Regions from separate parts of the Arachis hypogaea genome. Here region 1 is linked to region 2. The links are chromatin contacts, called in public Hi-C maps. All regions are on one chromosome and are shown on one strand. The core of a region is the stretch at or near the end of the contact, and the rest is flanking DNA. Distances in the headings are between cores, read along the strand shown.

The links. Hi-C and Micro-C count contacts between places; a contact is called where the count stands out from the background.
Region 1: a contact with region 2 is called in a Hi-C map of leaf, with 2.1 times the contacts expected there. The contact joins the promoter of LOC112791636 here to the enhancer-like site in region 2. A contact is called at or near these places in 3 of 8 Hi-C or Micro-C datasets (leaf and an unstated tissue).

What each region holds. Positions count from the first base shown.
Region 1 is chr3:130,573,103-130,579,103 of arahy.Tifrunner.gnm2.J5K5, forward strand. LOC112791636 (glutathione S-transferase DHAR3, chloroplastic) reads left to right here and starts at 1,951. Exons shown (of 6, transcript XM_025834547.3): 1 at 1,951-2,387; 2 at 2,895-2,985; 3 at 3,101-3,244; 4 at 3,491-3,608; 5 at 4,343-4,483; 6 at 4,908-5,263. The coding sequence starts at 2,177. The coding sequence ends at 4,994. TRNAK-UUU (transfer RNA lysine (anticodon UUU)) reads right to left here and starts at 5,673; the gene lies at 5,602-5,673.
Region 2 is chr3:130,524,517-130,529,746 of arahy.Tifrunner.gnm2.J5K5, forward strand. LOC112791635 (DELLA protein 1) reads right to left here. Exons shown (of 1, transcript XM_025834546.3): 1 at 4,833-5,230. The coding sequence ends at 5,147. Among protein-coding and RNA genes, the nearest start is that of LOC112791635, 5.2 kb to the right of the region's middle. Within about 2 kb of position 3,670, at least 1 of the 3 cell types and tissues checked has open chromatin away from gene starts, as enhancers often do.

The sequences.
Region 1 (6,001 bases), core at 701-3,200, 47 kb after region 2:
TCAATCAAATACCTAATTATTTATCTATTTAAACTGATTCAATTCGAATTTAATCAATTTAGATTAGTTGAAGTCTCTTCATATTCTATCCCAAAAAATATAACCAAATCTAAATAAATAGAATCTCATTTAAGAAATTCAACTACAGCTACATTTACCTGATTTAGTGGAAATAGGGTATTACGACAACACTTCAATCTTACTTATTTGGATAAGTAACTAACTCATAAGATATCTTCTATCTGTCTAGAAAGAAAATTTTAATAACTTCTTTAATAAAAAGGAACGGCCATCCACCATCAAAGATAGAACTACTCTTTAATTATTATTTTTTTTATAAATACACTAATACTTTCAGGTATATTTAGCATCTAATCTACTAAATCTATTAAAAATCAGGAAAAGCTCTACATCCATGTAAAAAATACATGGATGTTATCTAAGTAACTTCCTCCACACACGCGTTCTCCCACCCCACAGTCGTTTGTTATACACGCGTCTCATATAACATATCACGTTTTTGTTCTTCTTCTTCAACCTAATAAAATTTGTCGTTCTCCTCTATTCGCGTTTTTCTTCTCTACTCGCATTCTTCATTATTGATCTGCATTAAATTCAACGTAATAAGCTCTGTAGTTTTTCTTCTTCTTCGTTTTCTTCTTCGATCTACACTTCTGAATGGAAACAATGAATGATTCAACTTCAAATCAATTGAATGAGGTTATTACGTTGAGACAGCTAGGGAATGATTGCTACATGCTATCACAATAATCTTAAACATTGAACAAAGTAAAAAGAGGCCACCGAACCGAATAACATTCATTTGGTGAACCGAAATCACAAAGGCCACCGAACCGAACAATGTACATGTGGTGAATAAATGGTGATCAACTTTCAATCAACAATAATAGTATTTCTCCATGTAAAATGAGGCCACCAAACCGAACAACATTCATTTGGTGAACCGAAATCACAAAGGCTACCGAACCAACAATGTACATGTGGTGAATAAATGGTGATCAACTTTCAATCAACAAGAATAGTATTTCTCTTCCTCTTTCTCCTCCTCCTCCTTCTTCTTTCAAATTTGCGCTCGTAGGTTCTTCTTCTTCTTCTTCTTCAGTTCAGTGGATAGTGTAACTAGGGCTTTGAAATTGGTTGTTACTCTGTTCAGTACTTCTTTTGCATGGCAAAATACTATTATTGTTGATTGAAAGTTGATCACCATTTATTCACCACATGTACATTGTTCAGTTCGGTGGCCTTTGTGATTTCGGTTCACCAAATGAATGTTGTTCGGTTCGGTGGCCTCTTTTTACTTTGTTCAATATTTAAGATTATTGTGATGCGTTTCGGAAGAATAATCCAAATCGCACTCATTCAACTGATTTTGAAGTTGATTCATTCATTGTTTCAATTCAAAAGTCCAGATCGAAGAAGAAAACGAAGAAGAATAAGAAGAACCACAAAGCTAATTACGTTGAAGTCAATCCAGATCTATAACAAAGAACGCGAATAGAGAAGAAGAAGAAGAACAAGAAAGAAAACGCGATCAGAGGAGAACGGTGAAGTCTATAACGCGAGTAGAGAAGAAGAAGAAGAACTGAGGAAGAAGTAACGTTTTTTCATAATAAGCGGGCGCGTGTTTTCACTCTCATTAATGCGCGTGCCTCTATTTTGGATTGGATTAATTTAGTTACATGGTTACATGGATGTGTAGCGTGCCCCTTAAAAATCTGCATAAAATATTTGCTAACTTAAACATCGAAATTTCTTGTAGATACCACCTCTCACCTCTTTACGAAGAACTCAAACGACGACATCTCAACACAAATCGAACGAACACTGCTTCAAAAAAAATCTAAATCTCATATCCAAGCCCAAATCACCGTTTTAGGTAACCGTCAAAACAAGTTCCACTTATAAAAACCCTCAAATTCAAATCAATCCATACCAAGTAAAATAGAATCAGTTCGGGGTTTTCCAAATGAAGCCAAAACCGACCCGCAACACTTATTTTGGGGGTGATATGGCAATTGGCACGTAAAAGGTGAAACGTGACACGTAGTTAGACTTAGAACATTTGGCAGAAGACAAAAGAAAACGCAACCTCATCATCATTCTTCTCCATTCTTCTCCCTTCAAATTCCAATAATTCAAACTATATCAGCTTCCAATGTCCACCGTCAGAATCCAAGCTTCGGCGTGCGCGCTCTACTCCACCTTCAACCACCTCCGCCACCGCCCCAACTCCGTCGTTTCGCTCAGCAGGAATGCCAAGAATTCTAGCGCCCTCAAAGTACTCTCAATGTCTTCTTCTCCGCCTTCTGCGCCCTTCGAAATCTGCGTCAAAGCTTCCATAACCACTCCCAACAAGCTCGGAGACTGTAAAAACACCAACTTTCACTTTATTTTAGCTTCCCATTGCTTTGCCTGTTCGGAAAATTGAAATTAAATGATACATATTCAGGATGCACACAGACATGTGCTGTGATTCTCCATGACTTGAACGAGCTTGTGTGTTGTGAATAGTGCTGCTTTTGTTTTTGGTTTAGGAGCTTAATTGCATCCATATTATGCCTTGGAATTGGATGGTCATTGTAATGTAACTTATTTTCGAATTGTATAATTTTGATGAAATTGTCTGAGTCCTAGTTCTGAAATAATAAAGGAGGAGTTCAGTTCTGAAACTGTGTTTATTAGAGTGGAAATTTGATGCCTTTGAAGAAAATGGCAGTGGCGTTATCATGTGTTTCGTTTCAGTTTGTGTGTCTGGAATCAATAATTATTCATATGACTTCAATTGAGGGAGGAAAATATTTATGTTTGGTTTTGACCTTTGAACTTGAGGTTCCTATAATCAATTAGTGACGGTTGTTTGAATTGTCCTTCAGGTCCCTTCTGCCAAAGGGTGTTGCTGACTCTTGAGGAGAAACATCTTCCTTATGACCCCAAGTTGGTAGATTTGACCAACAAGCCAGAATGGTGATCTTCTGGTTCATTTCTTTTTGTTAAGTTCTTCCTTTGTACAAGAGTTTACAATTTGTTGTTGTTCTTCTTGTTCTTGTTCCTTTTCTTATTGTTTGTGTTACTGGTTGAGGTTCCTTAAAATCAATGCTGAGGGTAAAGTTCCTGTCATAAAGCTTGATGAGAAGTGGGTTTCTGATTCGGATATCATCACACAAATTCTGGAAGAGAAGTATCCTAGCCCACCATTGGTAACCCCACCCGAAAAAGCTACAGTGTATGTATCTATCTTCTAGATTTCCTGATCATTACTAGATACTTTTGTGCTATTATTATGTGTTTCTTGTGCTTGATGTACTTGGCTTGGAATATTTAGAGAGAAAAATGAAGCATGGTTGCTGCAAATTAGACAAGTCTAGCAACATTTGCTTTCTCCTCTGTCAGCTTTTTATTCTTAAATATTAAGTTGAATATATTAGATGTCCTCCAAATGACTAATACAGGCATGAATTTTTGTATGTAGTGGGTCGAAGATCTTTTCTACATTTATTGGATTTCTCAAGAGCAAAGATCCCAATGATGGAACAGAGCAAGCATTGCTAAGTGAACTAAGCTCTTTCAACGATTACCTTAAGGAAAATGTACGACTTATTTTTGCTTTTCTTTTTCTTCTATTGTTTGCATTCTTTATTGGGTCAGTAATTTGTTGATAAAGTCATAAACATATTTACCATCTTCTATGGTTCTCCTTGATGAACCAAAGTTTGATCTTTGTGCCGTTTCTGTGTATATGTCATGGAGTTATTATGAAAGCTCACATACCCATTCATGATATGCCAAAATCTATTTTTATCTTTATTCTTGTAGACATTCGCTGTAAAATGTACCACTGATATTTTTACTCCCTTTGCATAAGACGTCTGATTTGAATTGAGTTGATTGTTGAATTGGAAGCAAGTAGTCCAGAACTTATTCCTGAACTAGGAATCTGTTGCTTGAATCAATCCTGGGAGGTAGAGACATAAGCTAGAATCTCTCAATTCTTTCCCGTGCTCCAGGGTAAACTCTAATGTCATTTCCAGCACATTACTTGGACAAACATAGAGAAACAAGTTGTTTGACTAATCTAAGGGCCCTTTGCAGGCTTTTACTCCCATATAAGTCATTTAGGTTATCTGAGAGTGATTATGGAGAACTTGATTCATAATATTTGTATGGCACCCTTTGCTATTAATGTGACATCTTGTGTGCCACTAATTCGCCATGCTTAACTAGCAATTACTCTTTGGTATAATTTGAAGTCTGTAAATTAAAACTTGTGCAGGAAACTTCCTATATTTTCATTTAACGGATGATTCTTGCAATTTTCATATAGGGTCCTTTTGTCAATGGGAAAGACATATCTGCAGCTGACTTATCTATTGGACCAAAGCTGTATCATTTGGAGATTGCTTTGGGGCATTATAAGAAGTGGAAAGTTCCTGATTCACTTCAATCTTTGAAGTCTTATATGAAGGTATCTTAAAGCTGATTCTGCCCTCTCAACTTCTATCATTTATTTGTATTTGAGGAAAAACTCTAGAAGCTTCATTAACACCAATAGTTAGTTGTTACCATTTGTGCAAATCATGTGCAAAAAGTATTATGCTGTGATTGTCGAAAAACCGTAGGCAATGAACGAAAAAGCAATCAATCAGGACGAAGAAATACTTGATCCTTCTATTCAGAGTTCTGAGTGTTCACACTAAGTGAGATGCTCTCTCATTATGATATATAAAATCTCTTGTATGCCATTTTGAGTTTCATATATCATGGCAATGAATCCTTTTGCTAAAATTCACTGAAAGGTTGCAACGAAGTTTGTTGTTTGGTACAATACAGTGTATTAAAATGTGTTGGTTCATCTTGTTTGCTATAATCTAATAATGCTGAACATACAGGATATTTTCTCGAGGGAGTCATTCATTAAAACACGTGCACAACCCCAGGATGTGATTGAAGGTTGGCGTCCAAAAGTTGAGGGCTGATGATATGATGTTGAATAATTTCCATAAGACATTGAGGTTCTATGTATACATATAGCAATCCTTAAAGAGTTCATAACCTCTATCCTTTTTTGTATTATCCTAGGTAATTAAATCACTATCAGTCTATCACTTGCCATATAAGGTTAGTTGGCCACAGATTGTAATATGTTTGTTTGGTACTTGGTAGAGAGGCCAAGAGCCTTGCATGTAAGATTAAAATAATTGTATTCCCAAAAGGAGTCAGCATTACATTGCTTGTTTTTCCTTTAGCTGTGCACCGTTTTATTAGTACTTAGTAATATTGACTCAATAATTGAATGTAAGGCATAATAAGCCTTGTTAAAATGAATAAATATTATATAGGTGATTATATCTGAATTGAGTTGTAATTCCAAAAGCCAAATGTAAGGCATAATAAGCCTTGTTAAAATGAATAAATATTATATAGGTGATTATATCTGAATTGAGTTGTAATTCCAAAAGCCAAATGTAAGGCATAATAAGCCTTGTTAAAATGAATAAATATTATATAGGTGATTATATCTGAATTGAGTTGTAATTCCAAAAGCCAAAAATAAAACACATTTTAAGGGGAAGTAGAATAAACCGCTGTCTGTGGGGATCGAACCCACGACCACGTGGTTAAAAGCCACGCGCTCTACCACTGAGCTAAGACGGCTACTTGTTAATGTTAATTTTTTTATAAAAACTATTTTGATGCAAAACAAAACACCATTTAAAATACAATTTCCAATATAAAAAAAGATTTATATTCTAATAAAATTTATCATAACAAACTAAAATTAATTTAATATCCATACAAAATAAATTCACTTCACAGTTAATCAATGAATTTTGAATTCAAACAGGTTAAGAAAAAAATAACACTGTATTATAGATATAACGTGCAAAATCAATGATGCTATGTTAGATTAGGTATATATTAAAAATTGGTCATCAACTAACTATTATGTGTAAGAATTTGTATTTGACATCTCATAAGTTTT
Region 2 (5,230 bases), core at 2,420-4,919:
TAAAAATAATATAAAAAGTAAAGAGAGATAAAATAGCATTTGTTTTTGTTTTATTATTGTTTTTCACTATGTATAATACTCAGAGGCTTAAGCCTATTTATATATGTACATGAGTAGCTTTTCAAGATCATATTAAATAATAGTCATCCTTGAGAAACTACACCTCATAAAAAATGGGCATCCACTAAGGTATGATAGTATCCTTATCACAACAAAAACGACTACAAATGAATATTGCGACCATATATGATTAGTTAGCTGTGAACTATTTGTTCTAAACTATTTGTTATTTTTTAAGAGAAATTTTAGATGTTTTTTTAATTCTTACGGGGCTTTCACGTACGGTAGTGCACTTGCATGTGTTTACCCACATAAATGCATGCATGTATTCGAGTATAATTGCTCTTTATCTTGATAACCATTTTCTATAATTCGGAAAATAATTCTATCATACAATTTTCCATAGTATATGAAAGGTAAAGGAGAACGGGTAAAATAACTTGCAAACTTTTACCTTATGTTGCAAACTTTTCTGACCAATAATATTACAATTTACAGTTAAATATTTAGCTTATAAGCATGCTCATCATATGTAACTCATAATGACTTCACATATCACTTATAGAATCATGATTTTAAATTTTATCTTTTACTTGTAATTACTTAAAAAATTATTGATATCAAGTGAAAATCTGTTATTTATTTCACACACATCTCATGCATATATATTTGCCCCGGTCTTATGCAAACTTTTAGTTTGATACATATGGAGGATGCTAATTCCATCAATTTAATTTCTTTTACTTTCATTAGGAGCTAAGCTAGCTATATGGTTGCTTTATTATATATATATCCCCACAAAGACACACACGAGAAACCATTCATCACAAGGAAGCAATAAAGGGCCGCCATTGTAGACCGCACTCCACTACATAGAACCATATATAGAGAATGAAAACAAATTCATGGCCAAAAAAGAGATACTCCATGTTCATGCCTTATTTGTGTATATATACGGATTCTTTCTAGTTTCCGCATATGAGTTCAAGTTCAATGTTCCAAGTACATATTTGGTGATCTACTCACCAAAATGCTCTAAGATAGATATCTATAGCAACTACTATATATAAATAGCTTAGAAGATATATCAAAATAATTATAAATAGATAGTAGTAACACATTAAAAGTTGTAGGGTTGTAGGAGCATGCATTATTAATTACTACAAGTTTTATATATCTTTTGAACATGTGATTTTTAGATAGTTTATAAATGTGAAGTTTTTTTATTTTTAAATTAAATTTTGGGAATTTAATTTGATTCAATATTGTTAGACGATTTACTTATAAAATGATCATTCGTTGATAATTTAACATGAAGATATGCAACAAAAATTAATTATTATGACTGTTAAAATGAGTCGTGACTTTTGATGAATATGGAATAACTTTAATTTATATAATTTTTTTTATGTTGTATTATTAATATGGACCACTCTTGTTTTCTTAACTACTAATATTCATTGATGTAACACATTAAAAGAGAGGAGCAATCAAACTAAGAAGGAAGACATCGAATTCTCTTACCCCAAAAGTAACCTGAAAGAGAAAAAAATCTATATGTAAATGTAGTCTATAACTTTATATACATAATTGAATACTTGATAGTTTATTTTTTATTTTTTTTGTAAATATGTACATGTAGCTTGAAGTGATAAACAACATAACTTCTGGAAAATTATTGACATAGGAAAAAGATACAACAATAAGAAGCCACGATTTCAAAACATAAGAATCTTTCAAACAAAAGAAGAAAGTTGAAAATATCTTCTCTTTTTTCATGAGTTCAAAAGTTATAAGGTTCTAATGGAAAAGGACATGTAAAAAGAACTATTTTTCAATCTTATCTTTTGTTCCTTCTCAAATTAGAAGGGGTAGTTTAATTTTGATGATGAAAACGTAAGGAAATTTAATTTGACATCATTTTAAATATAATAAATGGTTAAAACTAGTAATGTTATTATATATTTACATATTATTAAATAAAAGTATTTTGATAAATATGTTTATAATAATCAGTTTTGAATTTTGATTAATTACTTCAAGTAATAAACAATGCATTCATGCAGTGCTAGCTGTCCACTCTTACAGTGTCATCACAATAATTTCACAGTAAAAAGATACATCAGACAGCAATGCACACGATCGAGGAAGAACAGGGACATGTAAGTCACACAAGTTGTTATTTTCATATAAAAAAAAGTAATAAACACTTACCTTATCTTATTATTATTGGATTATTACATTTATTTTTTTTGAATCCCTGAATTAATCACTCATCAACTTGAGATGTGTAAAAAATGATTATTTTTTTCTTTAATTTATACTAGTTTGAAAGCTAAGATTAGCTGGCCCCTACTATGTATTTGATATACTTAGTAACGGAAACAGATAAACATAACCAAACTTGGGCTTTGATGGCAACCGCTATCAGTAGACAGTGGCCTACCTAGGTTCATAAGGAACGAACCTAGCTTCTTTCTCTGTATATCCACCTTCACCTTAGTGATCATAAAGTACAAAGCAGAAATAGCTAAAAGGATGTGTGTGAGTGTGATATTCACATTACGAGGGTAAAGGTGCTATTCTTTTATATGCTGCTTAAATTTTGTTTGATTTATTATTTATCGTTATTTTTTAAATTTAATTATTTAATATTTTTAGTAATTAGAAAATAATTTTTAAATGCCATAATAAACACCAGTAAGACCACAGTAAATATCACATAATATGCTACTATATATAGCGACAATCTCAATAGTTTCTTGTTTTCACTCTTGTGTATATGCATACCTTCATTTATTCAAGAATAACGTATTAATTCAAACGGTCTAAATTTATCTTATTTAATATTTATTTATTATATAATATAATATATTAAATAAAATAAAAAATGCTAAGTTTTAATAATTTTTAGCGAATATTCTTTTGTTACCAAATATTCTCAATAATAATGTTGGGTAAAACAGTTAAAGCTGCAACTAATTTTTGTTTTAAGATCAGCCTAATTGCTTAATCCTCTTTTTCCCCCCCGGCCTCCAACTTGGATGAAAATTTTCCTCTAAAACTTTCGTTTTTCTAGTGCCCCCTTTTAATAAAAGGTAAATTTAGATGTCAATTTGTAATGGATGGTCGTATACTATTCGTTATGATGGTTCCTGCACTTTAATGATTTCGTCTTTGACTTTTCAACAATTCTAACAAAGTAACAAATATTTGTGAGTAACGTGAGAAATGCTAAGGGAAGATTAGTAATTTAGAACCATGTTTGAAACAGAGATTTTATAATTGATGTTTTGATATGAAAATAGTGGTATTGATATAGTTACAAGAATTCTCAAGTAAATTTTTATTGTGCACTTAGGATTCGAACAATCATATACATGTTTATCTATTTGTTAAATCCATCCCTTGAGGTAAGAATTTTGTCATGTTTCACAAATGGTGAACTCTTCATGATCTTTATTGCGAACTATTGAGATATCATGTACGATAAACACACTTTTAATTTGTTACTCCACTTGGAGTTATAAGCGTTAATCTCCACCCTTCAAAAGGCCATTATGATGATAATAATAATTAAGCGGAGTTCCATGTGAAATATTGCTAACAAAGACACTTATCTTAAATAAAGTAAACAGAAAACTGCAGCTGTACGCTTGAAGAGGCAGAAACATGCGGATATGCTTCGTTGCTTACTACAAAATGATATCATTATCCTAAAACAGGATCGGAGGCAACTTGCACTAATTTATGGCCAAATTGATATAATTAAGTAATTGCCTAATAACTAATTATTGCAACTATTTTGCCAATTGGTGCCGAACTCCTGAAATTCGGCTAATTATTATTATATATATATCTTCCTAGCTCTTACATGAACAAAAATATTGATTCTTTTGACTTGGCCATAACTCTTAAGTCACAAACTAGAAGTTAAGGAGGCAACATTCTTGTATATTGATTGGTACTGCAATTGAGGCTGTCAGGACTTTAGATGCTTCAGAAAAAAACTAAATTGCAGCGATTGTTTATTTATGTATTGGTGTTCATGGGTTCAGCTGAGTTCAGTGAAATATGGCTATAGCTTCCTCTGCAGTTCATGCAAAACGCAGCAGCAGAGTAGTTTCCCCTGTTTAATGGACAACAACCACTAACAGAATGCCAGAATATTGTGATGTCCATGTTCTTAATTATTCTCAGCCTAATTTTTGGCATCTAGAGTCGTGGGTTACCACTGATAATGAAACAAGTTGGTAAAATAATGTAACAACTTTAACATAACACTAGCTTTTCTAGTTTTCTATAACTATTAAACACACCAATTGTTATCATTTGAGCCTTTACTTTTAGCGTATCGCGTTTAATTAAACCTTTTTGGTTTAGAGACTTATATCATCAAAAGCTCAAAGCTTCACCTTAGTGGAGTGCAACCTCACTCTGATCTGATCAAAATTCTGTCTATGCTGGATGAGTGGATGTTAATATCTTCCATCAGCATTATACGAAAAGAATCATTATTTCTGAAATATCTTGGTATTATTTGAAAATAATCAGATCCATATATAAAATTGTGTAACCAAGAGGAACAACGACAAGAGTCTTTTTCTTTTCTTAAAGGGCAGTAACAACAAAGACTAGATACAATTTTCTCGCCTAGATCACTCCGTCCCCAACAAGGGAAAGAGGAGACTTCAAACTGTAATTAAAAATTAATCAAACATATTCAAGAAAGAAAAAAAAGGCCATTCAACTTAAAAATTGAACAAATGTGATTTGGAAAATGCGAAAATCACTAAAGAGAGACGCAGAGTAAAAAGTACAATTACAAATTACAAGCTATGGTTGTTTTTCTTTTACCCTCCCCTTTTATTTATCTTCTGCCTCTGACTCGCTCACTCTCTCACTCACTTCACTCGGTTACTGAGTCACTCTTCTTCCAAAGTTTTCTTCAAACCATGCCATTTCCCCAATAATAATCCCCAATTAATCTACAGAGTATATAATAGTAGTAGTAGTAGTAACAGTAGTAATAATTAAGGTCACCATCCATCCATCCAACTCAGGCCCCACGCGCCGAGTCAACTCACTAAGACTCGCCGCCAGAAGAAAGGGGTGGAAGCTTCCACGCCGAGGTCGCAATCAGGGACCTGGTGTGCCACCCAAGCATGAG